Regions from separate parts of the Danio rerio genome. Here region 1 is linked to region 2. A link is a contact called in public Micro-C data. All regions are on one chromosome and are shown on one strand. Each heading gives the region's core, a stretch centred on a gene start, on an enhancer-like site or on the middle of the called end of the contact. The rest is flanking DNA. Distances are from core to core; before and after follow the strand shown. Region 1 holds the start of foxc1b (forkhead box C1b). Region 2 holds the start of zbtb2b (zinc finger and BTB domain containing 2b).

Region 1 (4,571 bases), core at 1,776-4,275, 310 kb after region 2:
ACACACTATTTTCTTGCTCACGCAGCATGTGTTGGTATACCACACACAGGCAAGAGTGAACGCGCAAAATGATTGACAGCCAGCAAACGAAGCAAAGGTTTTCTGATTGATTAAACGTGTAATAAATATTTCGGTCACCGAGATCGGAGTACAAATCATTTATACCTACCATTTCATAAAATACAAATCTGTTATAGCACAGTTAATGGAGTGTTTCTAATCTTAATTGAATTTTTCTGATCAAATTGAGTTTGCTCACATTTAACTCCAAGTTGCGCAGACAAAAAACCCGATCGACAGCTGCCAGTGACATCAGCTCATAAGAGGCTTCATACACCTCATGCTTATGAATGATGCTGTTTCTATGCAGCTGGCGATATGGAACATTCCTTTTAGTGCATTAGCTGATTGCGTCCCAAACCCATTCGCTGGAGCAAACCGCATTGTTTGAAGAAGTTAGTGTGTGGTCTTGCCTGTTCGCGTGCAGTCTGACATCTGTGAACCAGTGCAGAGTCCCGGGCTACTAGTCTTCAAACGCAAAAAGAGCGCTAGATATTCATTTCTTATTGAGAGCTTCGTTGGCACCATTATGCTGCTGACCTTTAAGAATGGAGCAAGAAATTAACACTGACAATATACACCATGTTGTACCGTTTTACTTTAAATCATAGCCATAATCGGCATAAATAATTGTAAAAATTACAACATATAGGCTAATTAAAATGCTTTACAAGTGGCGACATGGTGGCTCAGTGGTTAGCCCTATCGCAGCAAGAAAGTCGCTGGTTCAGTTGGCATTTCTGTGTGGAGTTTCCATGTTCTTCCTGTGTTCGCAAGGGTTTCCTCCGGGTGCTCCGGTTTTCCCACAGTTCAAAGACAGGTAAATTTAATAAGCTAAATTGGCCCTAGTGTGTGTGTGTGTGTGTGTGTGTGTGTGTGTGTGTGTGTGTGTGTGTGTGTGTGTGTGAATGAGTGTGTATGGTGTTTCCCAGTAATAGGTTGCAGCTGGAAGGGCATCCTTTGCGTAAAACATGCTGGATAAGTTGGCGGTTCATTCTGCTCTAGCGACCGCTGATTAATAAAGGAACTAAGCCAAAAATAAAATAAATAAATGTTTCACAGGTGTCTAGGAAATTCAATTGGCACGTGCTATAAGAAGCTAGATCACCTAAAATTCAATGCAAGAAAATGAAATAAATATTGAAATAAATTATTTTAATTAAAATAATTAGCAAACTGTAAGTTTTAAATCGAACAGTTTCGCAATCTAATATATAACGAACCCGTATTGATTCATAACTAAAAATCAAGACGCAAATACTATAAAATTGCTCGTTGTGCATCTTGCAGTAGGCCTACCTGTATTTGGCCAAATTGAATAACCAAATGGTAATTGTGCAAAATGGACACAAGAGGGCGATCAAATACAAAAACTTAAATTCTTCAGGTGAATTTTGTCAATTCACAAGAGATGGGCTCATGTCTTACTGCTGAACTGCCCTGATTTTTTTAAATGATCTAAAATAGCAGGAATTAAACTAAGCAAATTTAGAATTGAACTTGAACTTTTCAATTCATTATTAGGCCTATTCATTATTTTTATTAATTATTTTTTTGTTTTTGTTATTGTATTTGTTTTATTATTATTATATATTTTTTAATTATTTTTATTTTACAATTATTATTATTTGTATTTGTAAATCTTTTTAACGCAAATGTACATTTAGAAGCATATAAAACACCCGAGTGATGCAGTTGTTTAGGCGGTTAAGTGTGTGATGCTTTGTGGCATTTCCCTTTTTTGTATTATTTGCTATATAAAAAAAAATACTATAATAATATATTTCACAGAATATTAAATTTATATAATTATTTCATTCCATCAAAAGACTACAAGCATACAAACTGAAAGAGTAAATAAATAAATATTTTTAAAAGGTAAACTTCAGTGATTCATTAAGTGATTATCTTTATATTTCAGTTTTGTCTTTCTATATATTATTATTACACAGCTGTTGAATATGATTGTTTTATAGCGTTTATTAAATCAGTTGATTAACCCATATAAGCTATTGATTCGGCAATTTTCTCTTTTTGGGCAAACAACGGCAATAAAATTTTTATTAAGCTGCTTACCTTACATTGGTTTGTTTTTCGTCTCATGTTTTTTATAACGTAAAAGAGCACAAATAATTTCTTTTTTTTTAATGTGCAACCCAAAAGCACATAAACGTACAATAATATTAACAATAACAGTTTATTTAATTGACCGTTCACTCTTTCATTAATACTATTAAAACGACACTTAGATCTATGCTCTTCATTTTGTCAAATGTCACAAGCGGTTCGAATTATCTGCGGAAACCTAACGCTGTATTATCTAGCGGTTTAATTTAAAGTAGCACTGAATTACAAGCACAGCACAATTAGGGTGTTTTTAAATGAATGAATGAATGAATTAATTGTTTTTTAAAGCACCAAAAAACAACACCTTGTTTAATTTACACATTTGTTCTAGGGAGATGTTACTTCTCTTCCAGGCAGCACATTTGTTTCTAGAAAAACAAACACCGCTTGCTTCACCCGCAATGCATAGTGCCAAAAGATTGAAATAAATCCTGACACCTGAATGAAAACAAGCAGCTACTCCTGCTCGCCTGACAGACTGCAACTCTGTTAAGGCATATTTAAATGTATTATAAATCGGTTGTACCTCGTGCATTTATTATTGTCCATGTGCGTTTTTTTCCCAAATTACCATTTTAAAATAAATTTTCATGACAGCGAGTTTTAGCGATTTATTTAACGTGCTATATCTTGATGATACATTTTCTCGTTTTCTGTTATTATTTCTACTTTTTCGTGTTTGCGTCTCACTTATCCTTAAGGGTAGACTATGCCCGCAGGGAAAAAGGTCTTCGGGTACAGTCTTTCCACAAACAGCTCTCGAACTCTTATTGGTCGCGAGAGGAGTTCAGGGAGGAGCACTAAGCGCAGCCAAAAGGCAGAATTGGTAATTCGGTGAAAAAGTCCCTGTGAAGTGACGGATGCGGGAAGTTCACAGGTTTTCCCTTTTCACTGACTTCTCCACACAAGACATTTGCTCCTCAATCGCCTGCACAGCGAAGAACTGAAATCCGTTTGAAAAGAAACGTTGGATGACCGTTTTGAGACAAGATACTGAAGCAAAGGGAGGAAGAGACGAACTTTGGAATGCTTTGATTTTTTTTCTTCTCAAATTGAATTAAAGCGTCTGCATAGTCTTCATTTCACTTTTTTCTGTACCGAAGAAAGGGGTACGATGCAGGCGCGCTACCCCGTGTCTAGCCAAAGCCCTTTAGGCGTTGTGCCTTATATCCCCGGAGACCAAGGCTTTTACCGGACCGCGACCGGTGGTGGATATACCGGTATGCCTGCGCCGATGAGCATGTACTCTCACGCCACGCACGAGCAGTACCCAGGCGGCATGGCTCGCGCATATGGGCCGTATGCCCCTGCACAGCAGCCCAAGGACATGGTGAAACCTCCGTATAGCTACATCGCGCTCATCACCATGGCCATCCAGAACTCATCCGACAAGAAGATTACACTGAATGGGATCTACCAGTTCATCATGGAGCGCTTTCCATTTTACCGGGACAATAAGCAAGGCTGGCAGAACAGCATAAGGCATAATCTGTCACTTAACGAGTGCTTTGTGAAGGTGCCAAGAGATGATAAGAAGCCAGGTAAAGGTAGCTACTGGACTTTAGACCCGGACTCCTATAACATGTTTGAAAACGGCAGCTTCTTGCGACGAAGGCGCCGCTTCAAGAAGAAGGACGTACTGAGGGAGAAGGAGGACCGGGACCGGCAGGGCAAGGACAACCCGGGACAGGCGTGCGAGCAAGACGCCCAGCAGCCAGTGAAGCTCCGGGATATAAAGACGGAGAACGGGGCCTGCACGCCCCCGCATGACAGCACTCCACCCCTCAGCACCGTGCCTAAAACGGAGAGCCCAGACAGGAGCGGTGGGAGTGCGTGTAGCGGGAGTCCGCAGTCGCAGACACCGCAGCAGGCCTTCAGCATGGATACAATCATGACAGGACTTCGAGGGTCCCCGCAGCATGCGGCAGAGCTGCCTGCCTCTCGCGCAGCTCTGCCGGGCTCGGTCTCTCTGACCTACTCGCCAACCCCTCAGCCCGCCCATTACAGTCCTCCATGCGGCCAGCCGGCCACCTATCACTGCAACATGCAAGCGACGAGCCTGTACACAGGGGACCGCGGCCACGGGGACGACACTTTACCGGAATACACAAACACAACAAACGCCTCCTCTATCTCGCACCCCCACCAAAGCTCGAGCCAGGAGAGCCAGCACTTGCAGCAGAACCGACTCGCACCCTGGTACCTCAATCAGTCCGGAGAGCTGGGACACCTGAGCGCGAGCTATCCCGGCCAGCAGCAGAACTTTCACGCGGTGCGCGAGATGTTCGAGACGCAGCGGATTGCTCTGAACAGCTCTCCGGTGACCGGAAGCAATAGCTGTCAAATGGCTTTCCCGTCCAGTCAGCCACTCTATCGGGCTTCCG
Region 2 (4,312 bases), core at 32-2,531:
ACAAGTGAAGTGAAAGGGAAAATGTTTAATGTCTCTACTTGCAGTTTTAAAATTTGAGCTAAACTTAACACTTCATGTAAGAAAAAAGAACTGAACTGAAAAATATTTCCTCTTATAGCACTATTATTATTGCTGAAGTGCGGCTAATGAAAGAACCCACTCCTGGTTCAGAATGTCCTAGTGGTAACCTTTCTGATTTGGGGTAAAATATAGTAAGTGGATGGTGAAAACATGGATCAAAGATAGTCTTTCTGTGTCCGAAAAAACATTTAATCATCACCCTTATTGAGATGGTTCACTCAAAACTGAAAATTCTGTGATTATTCACTCACCCAAACCTGTTTGACTTTCTTCTGTTGATCACTAAAGATATTGTTTTCCCTACTATGGAAATAAATTGTTACAGGTTTTCAGCTTTCTTCGAAATATCTTTTTTGGATTCAACAGAAGAAACTTTGAAATTACCTGAGGGAGAGTAAATAGTAAGTGTATTTTCAGTTTTGGGTGATTCCTTTAAAACTAAACAAATTGGTGTAATAATAGTGTTATTAACAATCCTTATTTTTCATAATTTAAAATGTATGAAAAATAATAACTGTAGATAATACATAAACTATTTGAACAAATAGATTAGTTTAAATAAAATAAATCCATATTTAAAAAAATATAAGGCTACTCTTATAATCTTTGGTCAATATATTTATTTTTGTAATAATATAATATTGTCTTTTTCAGTGAAATGAAACGAGTATAAATGTTTAGCTGAAAGCTTGTTTAATGCCGATTATGAGTATGTAATAATCCTCATTAAGTACATTGCAACCGGTAGGCGTGAAATCCTCGCGCGCCTTCAAACACTACGTGTATTTCTCGTGCGCTCGTTGCTTTTGGCTCCAAAAGTGCACAGTCTGTCTGTCAACTGAAATGCAAATCGCCCTGCTGCGTGTATCTGTCTCGATACGTTATCTTCATGTGGGGGTGGGTAGCGTGACCTACGGCTATCCAACTCCACGAAAATCCGTTTATGTGTAACGTTCACCAACGATCGGCGCCCTGAACGAATGCTCAACATTCATCTCCGCCGCACCGTGAACACATGAGTACGAACGACACCCGTAACGTTCACCAGCGCACTGTTTGGCGGCTCTCAGCGCCAAAGACCGTTTGTTTTGGCATCCCAGGGAAGTGGGTTTTACAACCGCTGTTTTTAAGCCCTTTTAGACAGTCATGTGATTGTAACGTAACCCGACCGGAAAACACCGACGACCATCGCCGCCAATGCTGCGTTTGAGAGGAACAGAGCAGCTGCGAGCCCAACGGACAAGTCCTCCGGTAACAGACAGCAACTCGCCGAACTCCACACGCCCGAGCGGAGGAAAGGTACGTGTGTTTACACTTATCAACCTTTAATTTGTGCGTTGTTTGTTGATTTATTTAGTTTCGTTTATTTCTTCGGTGACCACCCCTTCCCCCAGTGCGTGTGTGTCCGTTTCACGAAGCACCGTTTATTTTCGCTTCTCGCCTCTGATGCTCGCTCTGCTCCGTTCTGCCTTGTTGTTGTTGTGAATTTTCGGCTTTATTCGCGGTACGGTCGCTGGATCGGGTGCTGGTCGAGCAGCGAGCGTCTGCGCGTGATCTTATCAGTCATCGCGTTTCAGTTTTTGACGGTTTATTTTCTATTTGCGAAGAAAAACAGATTGCGGAAGTGGTCGGTCTCTGCGGGAGATCTGTCCGTTCCACGTGTCTCCGTGGTGGGCGGAGCGAGTTTACAAACCCACAATGAGAGCGAGCTGAAGTTAGACGTGTGATAATCTGTGTATGAGGGATTGAAAAGCCTCGACACAACACCTGTAAACGGGTAATAAATGTCCTTTGATATACAAAAAGCTCACTGTTTGCACTTTTTACACACTCTATGGATGCTGAGTGGCTCGTATGCAATTAAATGTCCACCCAGTGAGATTTGTTTATGGAAAAAAAACTTAACACGGATAAAAAGTGAACATACTTCCGTGAAATAGCTGAAATTATGTTCACTTACCTGGAATATCATTTATCTACAATGATCTATTTGAAAGATGCTACTTCCTCATGGGTACTGCCATGTTGACATCACATGATACAAAGCAGCAGAGCTCATCAGTGCACTCATTATAAATTCATCCATTTATAGTATAGAATTATATATTTGTTATGTAGTATTGCTTTTTAAGAATAACATCGAGAGGTAGACATAGATAACTTAGTCACAGCAAAAAAAAAAAAAAAAAAAGTTCAACAGCAAAATTCCTGGATAAGGCTTGTTACCATTATTCTGCTGAGGAACCCCCACCAAAGAGTGAAAAGCATCATGACAAAATGACTCTTTAGTCCTTGACCACCCAATTAAGCATATACACTTTGCTAATAAATAATAGTCATACTAGTGAGACACAATGCTTTTTATTTAAATTCATATACTGAATTCATAACTTCCTTCTCTGACTATTCACTTTCTAGGGCAAAAATAGTTTGATTATGAATGGTATGTGGTTCAGTAGCTTTCATAAAACACTTAAGTATCTGGTTTAGTTTCAGTATTTGATGCCACTAATTTGGTTTGTTTAAAGCATTACAACTTTTTATTGAGGTAAAGTTTGTTTTATATTTGCACATTCCTTTTCTGACAACTTGTGACAGGCTACTATGTTGTTTACCATGGTAATTTGAATATTCACGTCATATTTGGCCCTAAAGGTTCTTTAGATTCTTTTATTTTTGACAACACAAATCTTTTTGTTGACCAAACTCTTCTCAGTTCTATGTCTAACAAAGATATTTGCTTAGTTATTAATAGTTCTCGGATCTCTTTACCTGCTTGCATAGGTTTTTGGAATAATATATTTGATGGCATAGATTGGGAACAGTTTTGGCTTCTTCAGAAAAAAATATTTGTATCTAATAAAGCTGTTGAAGTCTCGATCAAAATCATTCATAATTGCTACCCAATAAATACCAAACTAGCTAAATTCAGTAACAATATTTTCCCTAAATGCTCATTTTGTACTCAAAACGATGAAACACTAAACCATTTATTTTTGGATTGTACTTACTGTAAAGTGTTTTGGGTTGACTTTTCCAATTTCATTAAAAAATTCTTATTTCCAAACTTCTGTATTTCCCCAAAAATTGTATTCTTTGGTTACTCTCTGAGTGTTGATCCTTCTCATTTTAAATATATTATTAATTTATTGCTTTTTTTAGCTAAATTTTATATCCATTAATGTACATTTTCAAAAAAAACTCCCTTATTTTTTATTTTTTAGAAAGGACTTTGAAATTTATGTAAACTGTTTAAAAGACTCTAACAATTACATTGCATGTAAAACGCTTTCTTGGTGTAAATAATTTAAACTTGTTTAATTTGCTGGAATTTTATTTATGTAACCCTCTTTGTCTTTTTGTTCATATTGTATCTTTTTAATGTTCTTCTTGCATAATAAAAAAAAAAGAAAAAAAAGTAAATATTCGGTCTGAAATCAGATGCAAGTATGACTTCAAAACAGCATGAGCACTATTTATTTGACTGCGTGCATTGTTGTACTTTGATAGTCGATAGCTGCTAATTAGGCATGGGCCGGTATCAGACTCTGATGGAATAAACACCTTGTATAAAAATATCACGGTTTCACAGTATGACGGTATTGTGACTACTGCTCTCAAATATGCTCGTCTGGGTAAGTAAAAACATCAACTTTTTTCCTATTGAACACAAGGATATTATATTTTACAGTAAACATAGGCTAAATAATTTAAATAAAGTATTGACCGGCTATCTTAAATAGTTCACAAAACAGAACTCTTTACAACTTGAAAAGGCGTCTTTGGATATCCTTATTTTCTTTGCATATAAAATAAGTCACTGTTTATGTGCATAGCACATATGCACATAGCAGCAAAGGATGTTGGTTTTTAATTAATTTGTTTCTCAATTGTTTGCTGAATCATGTACTGACCAGTAGCTTTTGATGAAGGGTCTATTTCTGCTGGAGAGACTGTTGCCCTAAAAAACTAAATAAAATATTTGTAAAAAAAAAAAAAAAAAAACTTACATATAACTTAGAAACGGTATAAAATAATATAAATATAAAGTGTTTTTTGCTGTTATAAAACCTTGAAAACGGTAATGGTCCCATGCCAACTGTTCATATGATTTCACTATTTAGAATTTCCAAATAGTACTTTTGTGGAATGATTAAGGAGAAAGTCAGATTGTGCAAATATAAAAACTTCGCCTCATCAGCTTTATTCCCTGAGGTGCAAAAATGTTTTC

What was found. A called contact is a pair of places that touch in the nucleus more often than the background predicts.
Region 1: a contact with region 2 is called in a Micro-C map of caudal fin, with 4 times the contacts expected there. The contact joins the promoter of foxc1b here to the promoter of zbtb2b in region 2. A contact is called at or near these places in 2 of 18 Hi-C or Micro-C datasets (caudal fin and hematopoietic stem cells).

Annotation. Positions count from the first base shown.
Region 1 is chr20:29,415,356-29,419,926 of GRCz12tu, forward strand. It overlaps foxc1b (forkhead box C1b), which reads left to right and starts at 3,026. Exons shown (of 1, transcript NM_131729.2): 1 at 3,026-4,571. The coding sequence starts at 3,302. All of the region lies in intron 2 of LOC137488655 (a long non-coding RNA gene), which reads right to left.
Region 2 is chr20:29,107,955-29,112,266 of GRCz12tu, forward strand. It overlaps zbtb2b (zinc finger and BTB domain containing 2b), which reads left to right and starts at 1,282. Exons shown (of 3, transcript NM_213415.2): 1 at 1,282-1,380.